Linked DNA regions of Mus musculus: region 2 is linked to region 1. Evidence: chromatin contacts called from public promoter capture Hi-C data. All regions are on one chromosome and are shown on one strand. The core of a region is the stretch at or near the end of the contact, and the rest is flanking DNA. Distances in the headings are between cores, read along the strand shown. Region 1 holds the start of Ube2v1 (ubiquitin-conjugating enzyme E2 variant 1). Region 2 holds the start of Rbm38 (RNA binding motif protein 38).

Region 1 (6,712 bases), core at 2,895-5,394:
CTATGGCCTTTCAGGGTTAGACCAAGGATGCCCAGCTTGTATTCATTCTGCGGCCATCAAACCTTGGTAGTTTCAACTCGAGACAGAGGGAGGGACAGAGGGAGGGAAGGTGGAGGTGATTTTGTTATTCTTTTGATGCTGGGAACCAAACCAAGGGCCAGCTTGGCAAATACGCTACATAAACTCCATTCTCAGCCTTTTAATTAAGAGTGATGGGGCAAAAGCCCCGTGAAAACTCACTTAGCAATTCTAAGGATCCATCTTTGTGTTTATTCATATGTGTGTGTGTGTGTCTGTCTGTAAGATATGTGAGCACGAGCATGTATTTGTGTGTATGACTGTGAATGTGAGCATGTATCTGTGTGATAACATGAATGTGAGCATGGATCTGTATGACTGTGAGTGTGAGCATGTATGTGTGTATGACATGTGAGTGTGAGCATGCATCTGTGTGTATGATTATGAGTGTGAGCAGCCAGGTGTGGATGCTGGGAACAAAGCTCTGATCCTCTAGAAGAGCAAGTGCTCTTAACCAGTGAGCCACCTTGTTGCATTCCTTACTTGGCAACTCTCTGGTTTGTCAAGACAGGATTTCCTTTGCAGTCCTGGCTGTCCTGGAACTATATGCAGACCAGGCTGACCTGATCTCTGGCATTCAGAGATCTGCCTCTGACTCCCAAGTGCTGGGATAAAAGGTGTGTGCCACCACTGCCAGACAGGAATTCGATACAACAGTAGGTGTCAGGCAGCACATCCCTATGATGCCAGCGCTTATGAGATGGAGGCAGGAGGACCAGAGGCAAGTCGAAAGGCATCCTCAACTCCACACTGTTCAAGAGCAGCCTGGGCTGCATAATATCCCATCTTATAACAGCAAAAACAAAGAAATCCTACTTGCACTCGCTCACCAAGCTGGCCCCACTGTGGGTCCTGGCTTCTGCTCTCAGGCTGAGCACATTCAGAAGTAGCTATCCAGAAAGCAGGCCATGAAGGAGAAAGGGTTCTTGGTTGTAAGGGACCCAAGATAGCTCACAGTAAGACCTGTGGGAACTGGGGCCTATTACAGGGCCTCAGTTCTCATCTCCCATCCCCAGCTGTCTGGGGAACACCCTTGAGTGGAAGGAAAGACCCAATCTCAACCACCCAGATGGTGACATTTCTAGAAGCTGAATGTGTGCATGAGGCCACACCCCTGCGTGTATATTTACAGTGGCACCCTGCCAGGGCTTGTCACTCTGGCACTTGGTGTCTGGTTAATTGTCAGCTCTGGGCAGCACAGCGTTGTGGGCTGCTGGATGAGAGGAACGACCTGGCAGCCAAGGGCCACTGTCTGACATCCTGCAGTCCTGGACACACAGGAGAGACGTCCCTTCAATTGTAGACATCTTGAGTGGCTGTAGTGGGCTCATCTCAGCTCCTCTCTGAGACCTGCGCCAAAATTACAACAGCGAACAATGTGGGAAGATGCCAGCAGCAGTGACCATACCACCTGAGCTGGGCGTCACAGGACTCCAAGGCCACACAGTGGTTTCCTGGTAACCAGGGCACAGATTAATGACCAGGCTCAGTCTACAGGCGGCCCAAGGCCTGAGCACACCTGAAGGTTGTAGCAGGGAGAGGAGACTAAGCACCAAGTTTAACGAAGGTCCTGCTTCCACTCTCACCACTGCAGTCTCCTGATGCCTTGGGGCTCAAGTCAGAGCTCACCATTCATCATTCTCTTCAAGGCATTCATTCATTCATCAACCAAACACTCAATGCTGCTCATAGCAGGCATCTGTTCCATGGCTCCCCCTTGCACTTAGTAAAGCCCAAAGTCTTCTCTCTCCATCTCATTACTAAGGTCCTTTGTTACGGGAGGGGCACAAGTGGAGGGCGGCGGGCAACTGTGGAAGCCGTTCTTTCCTCCAACCATGTGGAGATCAAGCTCAGGTCCCAAGGCTCGCCAAGGGCCTTTTGTCTGCTGGGCCACCTTACTGCCCCATGGCCTTTAATCTCATCTTTCAACACAAGTGTCCCCACCGCACCGATGGTACTTTCCCACGGCCACAGGCCTTGCTCTTCCCACCACTGGTCTCAGTTCCAGGGTTGGCCCTGAGAGAAGCCTGCCCCCTCCTCATCAGACTCGCTCATCACAGCACACAATTTTCTTCAGAGCACTTCCTGCTTTTTGGAGTCACTTTATTTCCATCCTGAATGGCCTTCTGTCTGGTTTGAATGAAACCTAAAGACAGTGCTCTGTCTACCTTGTCTGCTACTAGTAACAGGACACAAGAGGCCCCAGGAACCATCTGTGGACTAGACAGGCGCTGAGGAACGCCTGTTTCTGGGTTCCCTAAAGCCTTCCTATGCTATCTAAGCTGTGCTATGTGCGCTTCCTTCTTTTCATGGAGCTAGGGATGGAATCCAGGGCCTCCGACTTGCTGGTCAGATCACTCTAGCACTGAGCCTCACCCAGCCCAAACTCTTCTGGATTCTGTACACAGCAGCTGCTGCTGAGCTGCTGTTTCTATCTGCACTCCTGAGGCACGGGCAGGGCCTCAGAAGTTAGAAGTGGCTGTCAAACCGGATCCTGAGATGTCCTAAAGCAAGGACAAGCAGTGCTGACTGGTAGGGCCACCCCAGTACTGGCTGCCTGGCACCTCTCTGCGAGATACCCTGCATCCCACCCCAGTACAGCCTGTGGCAGACTGGGTCTTCCCAAGTGCCCACCGCCATGTGTTTGTCAGGAAATGGACTGACTTGGCTCCGCAGTCTTCTCCAGGACACACCAGGCACTGTGTGGTGGGTCACTGCAGGCAGCACCTCTCTGCTTCCCACCCCACAACATCTCCTCTGGTGGCCTCACAGCCCCAAAACACCAGTGCCTAGGCTGGTGGCCTGTCCTTACCCCTTGCTCACCTCCACCAACAGACTCCCGAGGATATAGCCCCACACCAGAAGGGAGCACCCACTCTCTCCTGAATCCTTCATTGGAAAAGCAGACTCCCATGCCTTCCCAGACCCCGGGGGATCTCCTTCACCAAACCCACTCCACCTTCTCTAGCCTGCCAGAGTCCATGGCTCATAATCAAGTACAGGTTGCCGGTTCTAAGGCAGCAGACCCTTCGGGTCTCCCCATCTGGCCTTCTCTTCTTAGCCCATCAGAGACCGACAAGAGCTTCTCCCCTAAGAGCATCCCCTTTACCCTCTTGCTATCCCTTCCATTTGATCCAAGGGCTCTCATTTCACTGCTCCTCTCCTACCCATCCAGATAATGGAGAGTTTCTGAGTTGAACCCACATATTTTCCCCCAATTCGCAGAAGGATTAGGAGTGACAGGCACTTCCTCCATCCGCTCCCCGCAGGAAGAGGTTTTTCTTCTCTAAAAGCAGCATCTGCGGGACTGCACCCCATCCCATTCTCCCCACTGCAGGAGCCTTCCCAATGGCGACACGCCCCAACAGACCCCACCCCACCCCCCGACACACACACCAGGGCTTCCTAGGCACCTGCTCGTGCCCATCCAACGCGGCGCTCGGCTCCCAGCGCGCCTTCTGAAACCTATCCCTGGTCTCTGCAACCCAGGCCTGCTCCCACGGCAGAACGCCCGGGCTCAGCCCGTGCAGGTGCCCGGATTTCCCTGGGAAGCGACCACCACGATGAGAGCAGCCCCGACCCTAAATTGACGCGGGGCCCCGGCGGCCTCGCCTGCGGCCCGCGAGGCTCCGTGCGTGTTCCCTAGGGTTGCGCCCGCGTACCCCCGCCGGGCATTCCCGGCTCCCAGTCGCCCGGGCCAGCTCCCAGCGGGACCTCGCCCGGGCATTCCCGAGCACACTCGGCCCCTCTGCCGGCCTCTCCCCCACCCCCCGCCCCCCGGAGGCGCCCGAGCCTCCGGCTTGGCCGCACCGCCCACGGCCCGGCTGCCCCCGCCCGGGCTTCCGGCCGCCGCCTGATGGTCCCAGGCCCGGCCGAGCAGCCAAACGCAGCCGCAGGGACAGCGCGGAGCCCTGTCCCGGCCACCATGGCCTCCGCTAGACCGGGACCAAGCCCAGGGAGCCCGCGCCCCGTCCGCCAGCACGCCCGGCGCCCCCGCTCACCCGAGCCTGTGGTGGCTGCCATCTTGCGTCGCTGTCGCTCGAAGGCCGGCCCCTTCTTCACCCCCCCTTGAGTTTTTCTCCGGGCGCTAGTGCGCAGGCGCAGGTGTAGGCGCAGCCGCAAACGGTGCCGCTGACGCCCGCTCGGGGTCGCAGGAGCCGGGCGGGAAGGGCTTTGCCCGAGTCTTCAGTGAGCGAGCATGAGGGCGGGGCAACCTGCAAGCCCCGCCCAGCCCGAGCGCGGGGGAGGCGTGCAGGTGCTCGGCTCGAGGGCCCCGGGGTGACCGTGCGCTTCCGGGAGAATAGAATGGGGGGGAAGGGCTGTGGAGCCCCGCGCCTGTTCCCAGGCTGTTTCCGTCCCCCTGTGTCCTCACCACGTAGCGAAAATGAAACCGCGAGAGATGAAGTTCAACTCAACTGCTAAGTAGCTGAGTCAGAATTTGACCCCAAGCCAGATGATCTTTGTTATGGGGTATATGGAGAAAAATAACACCGAAAGGCCTGAATGCGTCAAATTGTGGGCCAGTACAATCTTGTTTCCGGCACTGTTGCTGTTCTGGGGCCTGAAGCATGTAGGGACAAGGTGCAGCTAGGGGCTTGAGAACCACCAACCTTGAGACATGCATTCTGCTTGTTTGTTTGTTTGTTTGTTTGTTTAGGGGTTTTGTTCGAGACATGCTCTCAACTCAGCTGTCCAAGAGCCCACTATACAGAGGATGACCTTGGCTGTCTGATTCTTCGGCTTCTGCCTCATGCTGGGGTTGCAGGCTTGTGTTTTAGAGTTCTTCTTAGAGATGGAATTATGTGGGAGAACTGTGCTTGGTGCCGGACATGGCAATGTCTCCACGAAATGAGATTCTCTTCTCAATTGCTACATTCTAGTTGGACAGAGAACAAGTAAGCCAATATAAATAGATAAATATACATTTTACCTATGATAAGATAGGGGACAAACCTATAAAGGGCACCAGGAAGAATCAGAAAAGGCCTCCTGCAAAGGTCTGAAGACACTTGTCTGCATATAGAGTAAACCCATCACAAAGCCACCTTTGATGTGAAACCCTTAAGGGGACTTGGAAATCGAGGATGAAGTAGCCAGATAGGCTGCAGATTATACTGCTAAGAGGGACAGCAGAGGGGCAAGGAAGCTGGAGACATTCCTGGAACATTCCATTTGTCATCTGTTTGGTGTATTCTAGGTAGCTCCACTGCATTTCCTCTTGAGGAAGTACGTGGTAAGCTCAGAACTACCGTCCTGCAGAAGATGCACACCAGCCTAGGAGTCTGTCCCACAGAACAGAGGGAACCAGGTCTCTAGGTAAACTGGGAAGGGTGAGTGCACAATACACTGAGGCTCTGCTCCCGGGGCTGGGGCTATGCTGGGGGCCGTGACGTGTCTGTGGCCTTGTATTTATGAAGGCTTTCCCTGTTTCCCAATATTGTACCTGCTTGCCGAAGTGTCTGCAGGTTTGAGTCCACAATACTACGACAGCCTCACTCTAGCCTTGACCTTATGACACATGCAGGGCCTCTCTAGCGTGTCTCTGCCTCTTCTCGAGGCTGCTGGAACCTCACATGGTCTCCCTGTCCTCAGAGCCTTTGGGCTCTCCTATTGTAATCGTCTCTGGAGGCTCTTGAGATGCCAGGAGTTCCAGCTGCTTGCCATATAGCTTGCCTTTGCTTCACATGTCACATGACACAAAGCGTCCTTTGGACGCACAGACAACATTCGCTCCGGGTTTCGAGCCACTCTAAAGCACTGGGACCTAGAGCAAGCATTTGTCTCTGGAGGCTGACTCACTTCAGAAGTGAGAGTCTCTAGATTTGGGTCTTCATTGTGAATCTTTTTGGGTGGCTTCTGCTGAGAGGTTTGTAAAGATAGCACCCCTGTAATTGCAGCAGTAGGGAGGCTGAGGCTGGAGGCTGGAGAGTTGGGGCCTGCCTAGAATACATGGTCAAGACGCTGACTCTAACAACAAAGTACACCCCCAGAGGTTTGAAGCACCTAGTATCTGGTTCAACATTCTGAAAAGGGGCTAGTCTCACTCTATGCTTTGATAAATACCCTGGACGATGAGAGGATGCGGGTGCGGCAGGAAATCTGGCATTTGCTAAGCCACGTATAAATGCCAGGCACTGCTAAGAATGGTTCCATTTTAAAGATGAGGAAAAGGAGGCTGGGGGCTCGAGAGATGTCTCGACAGTTTCAAGCATTTATTGCTCTTGCTAAGCACCCAGGTTCAATTCCCAGCACCGATACAACTGCTGTTCTGACCTCTTAGACATCAGGCACGCATGTATCCATGCGTACAGCAAACCTTCATAAACATAGCAGTAAAAAAAAAAAAATCTTTGATAGGAAATTCCAGGCCAGGGCGAAGGAAGGATTCTGTCTCAGAAAAGACAGGAAAGGAAGGTGAGAAAACAGGATCTGGGCCAATAGGTGAAGTGACGGCCAAAACACAACTCTTTATCCTCTATGCTCATAAAATTTCTGCCAGCAGATGCATCTTGCAAGCAAAAGTGATCTTGCAAATTCCCACGAGAACAACGTAAGAGGAAGGGGGGGGGAGGGAAAGAGCGCCCCGGGGCATGCTGGTTATTGTAGTCCAGCGGTGGCCTGCTGGGAGTTGTAG
Region 2 (6,712 bases), core at 1,268-3,767, 5.4 Mb after region 1:
GCACCGCAAAGGCCAGATGAAGTTCATGTTTAGTGATGCTAGAGGCAGTTGCCAGTACTCAAGAAATACCACTGAGCCAAGCTCAGGGGGCAATAGCAGCACGTGGGAGGCTGAGGCAGGAGGACAGGAAGTTAGAGGTTGGCCTGGGCTGTATAAAGAGACCCTGAGTGAGAGGTGGCAGGGAGGCGGGGATTCGTTAGTAACTGCAGCTGTCACTTCTGGGCCTTTTGCAGTCACCCTTCCCTCTCCCCACTGGCCGCGCTTGCTTTCTTGCCCTCTTTGTCCCCTCCTAAGTGCCCACCTGGGCAACTGTGCCTAGCGGGCGTGCTTTTTATGCAGACTTCTGCAACTGCACGGTTCGGGAATGAAAGCTTGGCGAGTGATTGCTTCCCATTCATAGCAACCCTGGCCCGGAGTCGCGGCCGTTAGGGCATAAGTGTTCAGAGCAAGGCGAATCCACACGCATGGGAGGGAGGTGGAGAGCCTGGACAGGTGCAAAAGTGGGTGATACGGAAAACCCAAAGAGTCAGGGGGAAGCTACGAACAGGGACGGCCATCCCACAGCCATAGTTTCAAACTCGCAGGTTTAGCCAGCCCCCCGGGGTCACGCCCGTGCGCCGCGTTCTCGCATGTTCGGAGGTCCCCTCCCCCTCCTCCCGCCCAGCACGTGCCTGCAGCGTCCGCCCAGCGAGCTTCTTGGGGCGGGGCCCTAGGGAAGCGGAGGGGCGTGGCTGGGCGGTGGCAGGGGCGGTGCTGGGACTTGTAGGCGAGGAGCCCTGAAGCTAAAACAGTCTTTGCCACCAGCTGCGCTATGCCACACTGGGGAAACTGAGGCCCCAGGAAGGAATCGAGGTGGCTCAAGACTTCAGGGCCAGGAAGTCTCGACGCTTTAGGAATAAGTAAAAAAAAAAAACAAAAACAAAAACAAAACACACTTCAACGAGTTTTCAAAAGGCGCTTCTTTAAGGGGTCTTTGGTCTGGAGCCCCCTCCTCTTTACGTTCCACCAGGGATTCACTCAACAGACGCCTCTCTTGCTAATCCCTACGCTACGCCTTGAGCAACACTTGCTAGAGAGCTCCGTCAGCAGCAGAAGACCTTAGACCAGAAAGAAGCCCCGGTTGGGTAGGGTCTGGGGAGAACAAGCCTTACAGCAAAGGAAACTTGAAGCGAGGAAGGTAAAGCCAAGAGAGTGAGGCGCTGGGCAGGGGTATCCCCAGCAGGCTCGGAGTTCTGCTCTGTGTGAAGGGGACTAGACTGACTGGGGCTGAACCTGCCCAGAGGCTGCCTGCCTTACTGTCCGCCTTGACCAGTGGGGCCAGGCCAGTTTTAGCCCCACTAAAAGCTGTAGGTCTTCAGGTCCCAGTGTGATAACCAGGAATGGGGACATGAGGGACGCAGGATCAGGGCTGCTTCCTGGCCCGGAGGCTAAAGCATCGTGCCTGCTTCTGTGCTGAAATTCCCATTTTCTTCTTTCTATTTTATGGTTTCCCATCATACAGGCTAGCTTCTGACTTTCTGTGTAGCAGGGTATGGACCCGGAACCCTCCCACCCTCCCAACTCCTCAGTATTAGGATCACCGGTGTATTCCACTCGGCTGTTTGAAATTTCTGTCTCTAACAAGGGCCCCACGTTTGCATTTGCGCTGGTGGGGAAGAGTTCTGCAGACTGGCATCATGGTCCCAGCCTTGGCCCACGTTCTACACAGGCCATGTCATGCCTTCTGCTTGTTCTCCTGCTAAGGGTGACCCCACAGGCGGTCCCATGTCAGTGACATGGGAGCCCAGCCGCCTTTGTTCTTCCTCACAGTAGAAAGTAGAAAGTAGAAAGCTCTTAGCTTTCTACAAGACTGTAAAAGGTGTATTCACTATCGATTAGCCCTCATTTTCACAGACTACCTAGTGTCCCGGGGTATGCCATTGTTGAAGTCCCAGCAGAGAATCCCTGACACCACAGGACCGCCAAAGTACGTGTGATGTATTATGGTGTGCGTGTGAATTATTTTTATAAACATGGCAAATTCACTTTGCCCTTTATTTTTATTTTTTATTTTTTGGAGACAGGGTATGATTTAGTCCAGCTGGCCTCAAACTTAGTATATAGCCAAGGGTGGCCTTGAACTGACTCTCTTTCTTGAGTGTTGGGTTTACAGGTGTGTGTCACCAGCCAGGTTTTTGTGATGGGGAGATCAAACCACAAGGGTTCGCGAATGAGTAGCTGAGGCACTCCTTCGGACCTTTTTTTTTTTTTTTTTCGGACCTTTTAACAAGTACGTTTGCACCCCTAGTCGCTCGGGTGTAAACCACTGAATCAAGCAACGCTTGGAATATACCGGACCGTGCGCCCCGCGAGACAGACAAGCTGATACCGGCGAGCACCTAGGGGCTAAGTCACCTCATTCGCCGGACCCGCGTCCTGGCACGCGGGACGTACTTAGAACTACAATTCCCGGCGGCCCCCGCTTCCAAAGGCGTGTCTTAAACGAGAGGGGCGTGACCGCGGGGCGTGGCCGGCTACAAAGGCGGCCGGCAGCTCGCAGGGCGCGGAGTAGACGCTTCGCGGCGGACGGAGAAGCGGCGCGGGACAGCGTGGGGAACTCGGATTCGGCCTGGGACACCCCCGCATGCGCCGGCCGGCTCGGTAGCGGCGGCCCCGATGCTGCTGCAGCCCGCGTGCTCCCCGAGTGTGTTTCCGCGGCCGTCCGCCGCCCCCAGCGCCATGCACGGCTCACAGAAGGACACCACGTTCACCAAGATCTTCGTGGGCGGCCTGCCCTACCACACCACCGACGCATCGCTCAGAAAGTACTTCGAGGGCTTCGGAGACATCGAGGAGGCCGTGGTCATCACCGACCGCCAGACCGGCAAGTCCCGCGGCTACGGCTTCGTGAGTGCCCGCGGCGCGCGCACCTGCCGCCGCCCCTCCCCCACCGCCTCCCAGACCCGCCGCGCGCAGCCGGGACTCCGGGGCTTCCCGGGGCCGTCGGCCCTTCCCCCACACTTTCCAGCTGCCCCAAAGAAGCGTAAGCTGTTAGCGCCAGCGACTTGAAGACGGTTTCCCACTTCCTTCCACTCTAGTGTCCCCAAACTAATTCTCTGAGAAAGTTAACGGTACTTACTGATGGCCTGGACAGCGGGGGGGTGGGGAGGACTCCCCTTGAGGTTCCCTTTACTCCACTTCCTAGGGGATTGTCGCTGTCCTTGAAGGCACTCCGCACTTGAACTTTGGGGAAGGAGCTGCAGCCCTGGAGGCAGAGAAGACAGTGCCCCAAGGGTCCTAAATACCAGATACTCTTCTGGGAGGAAAGACCCAGAGATGGCCCGATGCCCGGGCAAAACCCCCTTCCCTTCTCTGCCTTGTTTTCCTCAGCCAGCCACCAAAGCCCCTGACCCTCTGTGTTCCTGCAGGTGACCATGGCAGATCGGGCAGCGGCTGATAGGGCTTGCAAAGACCCTAACCCTATCATCGATGGTCGCAAGGCCAATGTGAACCTGGCCTACCTGGGTGCCAAGCCTAGGAGCTTACAGACGGGTAAGAGCTTTGAGTTTTCTTTCCAGCCCTCCTTGTTTCTATATTCAGCTTTGGTATCTGTCTGATGGAAAAACGCTGCCCCCGCTCCCCCTTTGTCCCCGAGTGGCAGCCAGCAATCATGTGCCTGCAGAGGCAGCCCAGGGCAACCACCCCTGGCTTGGGAGCTTGCTCCTCTTTCTCGGCAGTTTATGGTCCCAGGGATAATGATTTTTTTTTTCCAAAGTCTCCTACTCTTGGGGAGGGAAGAAGTCAGATGCCGACCAGGCAGGGGATCATCCCGAAAAGCTGGTACAGCCTGTGGACTTAATGTGCTTTGACCAGGAGAGTGGCGCGTGTTATTTGCCCTCCCTGTGTGTGGCCCTGGGACCTTACCCATGCAGTGTGCTGTTCCTAACTGCTCTCTTGTTTTAGGCTTTGCTGTTGGTGTGCAGCAACTACACCCCACCTTGATCCAGCGCACCTACGGGTGAGTGGCTGTAGCTGGCTGTGGGTGGGAAGGAAGGCCTTGAGGTGGGACAGCTGTGGACCTCTCAGCTCTTCTCAGGGCTGGGGAATGGCTGTTTTCAGAAATTAGATTGTGTATTGGGGGTGTGGAGGGAGAGATAAGACCCACTGCATTTCTCTAACCCAGAGGGGAGCACATGTCTTCGAGCCTGGTGTGTACCTTGCCCCCAGTTATGCGACACCTCCTCAGCCAGGTGTCACATGGGCATCCACTTCCTCACCTGTGCAGTGAATGAATGTGGGGACAGCTTTTCTAACTCTCTCGAGTTGGGGAGTTTGGCACACACCTAGTGCGGGCAGCTCTTCTGAAGTGTATGTTAAGGCTGGACCTGGTGGGCTGGGCTCTTCCTGGAGTGCTCTCTGATGTGGGCAGATGCCACGAAGGTAGCTACTGTGGGTCTGTACCAGCTGAGGTTTGATGTTTGTGAATGGCATAGTAGGTGACTGCCACTGGTTGGCTTTTTGTGTGAGTCACTTGCTCTGTATCCCCCTCCTTCTATCTTGAAAAGACTGATAGGCCTGGTAGCTACTTAGGGAAGGACTTGCACAGTTAAAGAGACACAAAAGTTGGACCCTGGTACTTGGTCTGTTTGTTCAGTGTAGACTAGCTGTGAATGAGCCGGTGGGTGGGGACTCTGACACGGACCCTACCTTCTGCAGTGGCAATCTTGTCAAATCCTGGCTGCTGGGTTTTGTGTCCCAGGTTGGGGGGTGGGTAGAGTGGGGTGTCTGTTGGGGCTGGAGCTGAACTTGGCCAGCACAGTGGGTCAGATGACTGGAGAGGGTGCTGCTTGCTGTCTCTAAATGTGCTTGTCCCGTAGGGTGGCACCAGGATTCTTCACAGTCATCCTTGGGGACTGATGGGAGTTGAGCAGGAGCTGTCGATGGGGAACTATGGTTTAGGCCCCAGCCTGTGTTTCCTGCCATGGGGTTCTCCTGGGGAAGTTCTTGGGGTGCTACTGTGACAGATTGTTCCAGATCGCATTTCCCCTGGGATCTGTTTCCTATGTGTAATGGCTGCCTGGACAGAGTGTGGGAACATCCCAGCCTTGGAAACTTCGTATTAGCTTCTCCCTGCTGGCTGTGAGGAGAGTGCTTGCTCTCCAGTAGCTCGCTCGTCTCCTGCTCGCTCTTCTCCTGGGGCTGAGCTTCAGGCTGGTGCTGGGCTGCGCTGAGCTATGTACAGACGGACTGGAACAGGGCCTCCCACTGGCTCAGACGCATAGTTACTGCCTCAGGGACACTAGTGCTTGGCCTCTGTGACCCCTCAGATCTGGGTTCACAGGTCTAATCTGTTACTCTGACTAGACCCTCTTTAACTTGCCTTTTCTTACCTGGAAAATGGGGGACAGCATGCTCTAGTCTCCAGGGAAAGGCTCTCCTCAGAGAGCTAGTGACTTAGGAGTGAGGTTTGAACTCACAGCCACACATGTTGTCTTTGGGGTTGGAAAGTTTCCAGAAGCCCTGGTACTCGGGCGAATCTGACATTGGTCCACAGTGATTTGTAACTAGATTAGGGGGCTGGTCATCTAACACTGATTACACAGTGGCCTTACAGTGTTGGTTGGGTTGCCAAGGAGTGTAGTCACATATGGACAGACAGGTGGGCACGAGGGACTGGCCAGCCTACATTGCCAGTGAACCTTGGGTTCCTCTGAGGAACATCCCACCTCCTGAGCTTGCCAGGCTCTGGGGAGCCCGGGTGGTGTGGTCAGGCCTTGCTGCCTGGGCCAGTTGCTATTAATGGCCAGCTGGGAGGCAGAGCTGAGCTGTCAGCAGGCAAGCCCCCTTTGTTTTTATAAACAATCTGGCCTGCCCGGCTGGCCTGACTCAGCGGTTGGTTTTGTCAGTCAGCCTGGGGCTGCCCTGGCTGAGGGCCTGGTGGGAGCTGGAACCCTGGCAGCTCAGAGCCTGCAGGCACCTGGCTGTACATTTTCCTCGGCCTTTGACATGCTGAAGACCCCACAGCCCACCTGTAGGCCAAACCACTGGGCCTCCTCTGTCTGTCAAGACCACCCCTCAGCTTAGAAAGACGCTGAAAGAATAGCCAGCTTTGTGCTTGCCCGAGTCCTCACCTGCTTGCGGAATGCCTGCTTGTGGAATAGGCCCTGTTGGTTGTACAGCCTGTGCTTGTCCGTCATGTAACTGTGTCTGGTGAAGTCTCAGCCATGGCAATAGCTTTTCCCAGCCTCCAGGCCCATCTGGTAATCTCTCATGGGGATAGGTGACCCGGGGCCTTCTGGCAAGGGGGTCTCTGCCAGCCCTGGGGCACAGTGATGCGGGTGAGAAGGGAGGACTGCACAGTGGAGATGGGTAAGCGTTGATTGGGTTTGTCCTGGCCTCCCAGGGTCAAGGGTGTTTATCCACTCTCAGCCTAAGACTCATGGGAGCTGAGGTTTGTCTCCAGCCTGGCAGCCATTGGAGTCTCTCCTGGCCTTTTACTCCAGAAGGCTGCTCTCTGCTCTTAGGGAGAACCTTGCTGTGGCAAGATGCCTGCTTACTCCCATCTCACTTTCTCCTCATGTTGGAGTCAGGTCCTGAGGTCTGAGCTCAGGTCATGGTCCCCAGGTGCTGGGTAACAGGCTACACCTCTGCAGAGTAGAGATGTGACCGGGCCACATTAAGGACTAATTGATCGTGGAGTATGGAACATGTTGATCCCAAGGCCGTGGAAAGT

The links. Promoter capture Hi-C pulls out the DNA fragments that hold promoters and counts their contacts.
Region 2: a contact with region 1 is called in a promoter capture Hi-C map of erythroid cells, with 6 times the contacts expected there. The contact joins the promoter of Rbm38 here to the promoter of Ube2v1 in region 1.

Annotation. Positions count from the first base shown.
Region 1 is chr2:167,627,861-167,634,572 of GRCm38.p6, forward strand. It overlaps Ube2v1 (ubiquitin-conjugating enzyme E2 variant 1), which reads right to left and starts at 4,145. Exons shown (of 4, transcript NM_023230.2): 1 at 4,080-4,145. The coding sequence starts at 4,101. Gm31852 (a long non-coding RNA gene) reads left to right here and starts at 4,614. Exons shown (of 3, transcript XR_375265.4): 1 at 4,614-4,973; 2 at 5,276-5,394.
Region 2 is chr2:173,019,385-173,026,096 of GRCm38.p6, forward strand. Rbm38 (RNA binding motif protein 38) reads left to right here and starts at 2,518. Exons shown (of 4, transcript NM_019547.2): 1 at 2,518-2,886; 2 at 3,408-3,531; 3 at 3,943-3,997. The coding sequence starts at 2,656.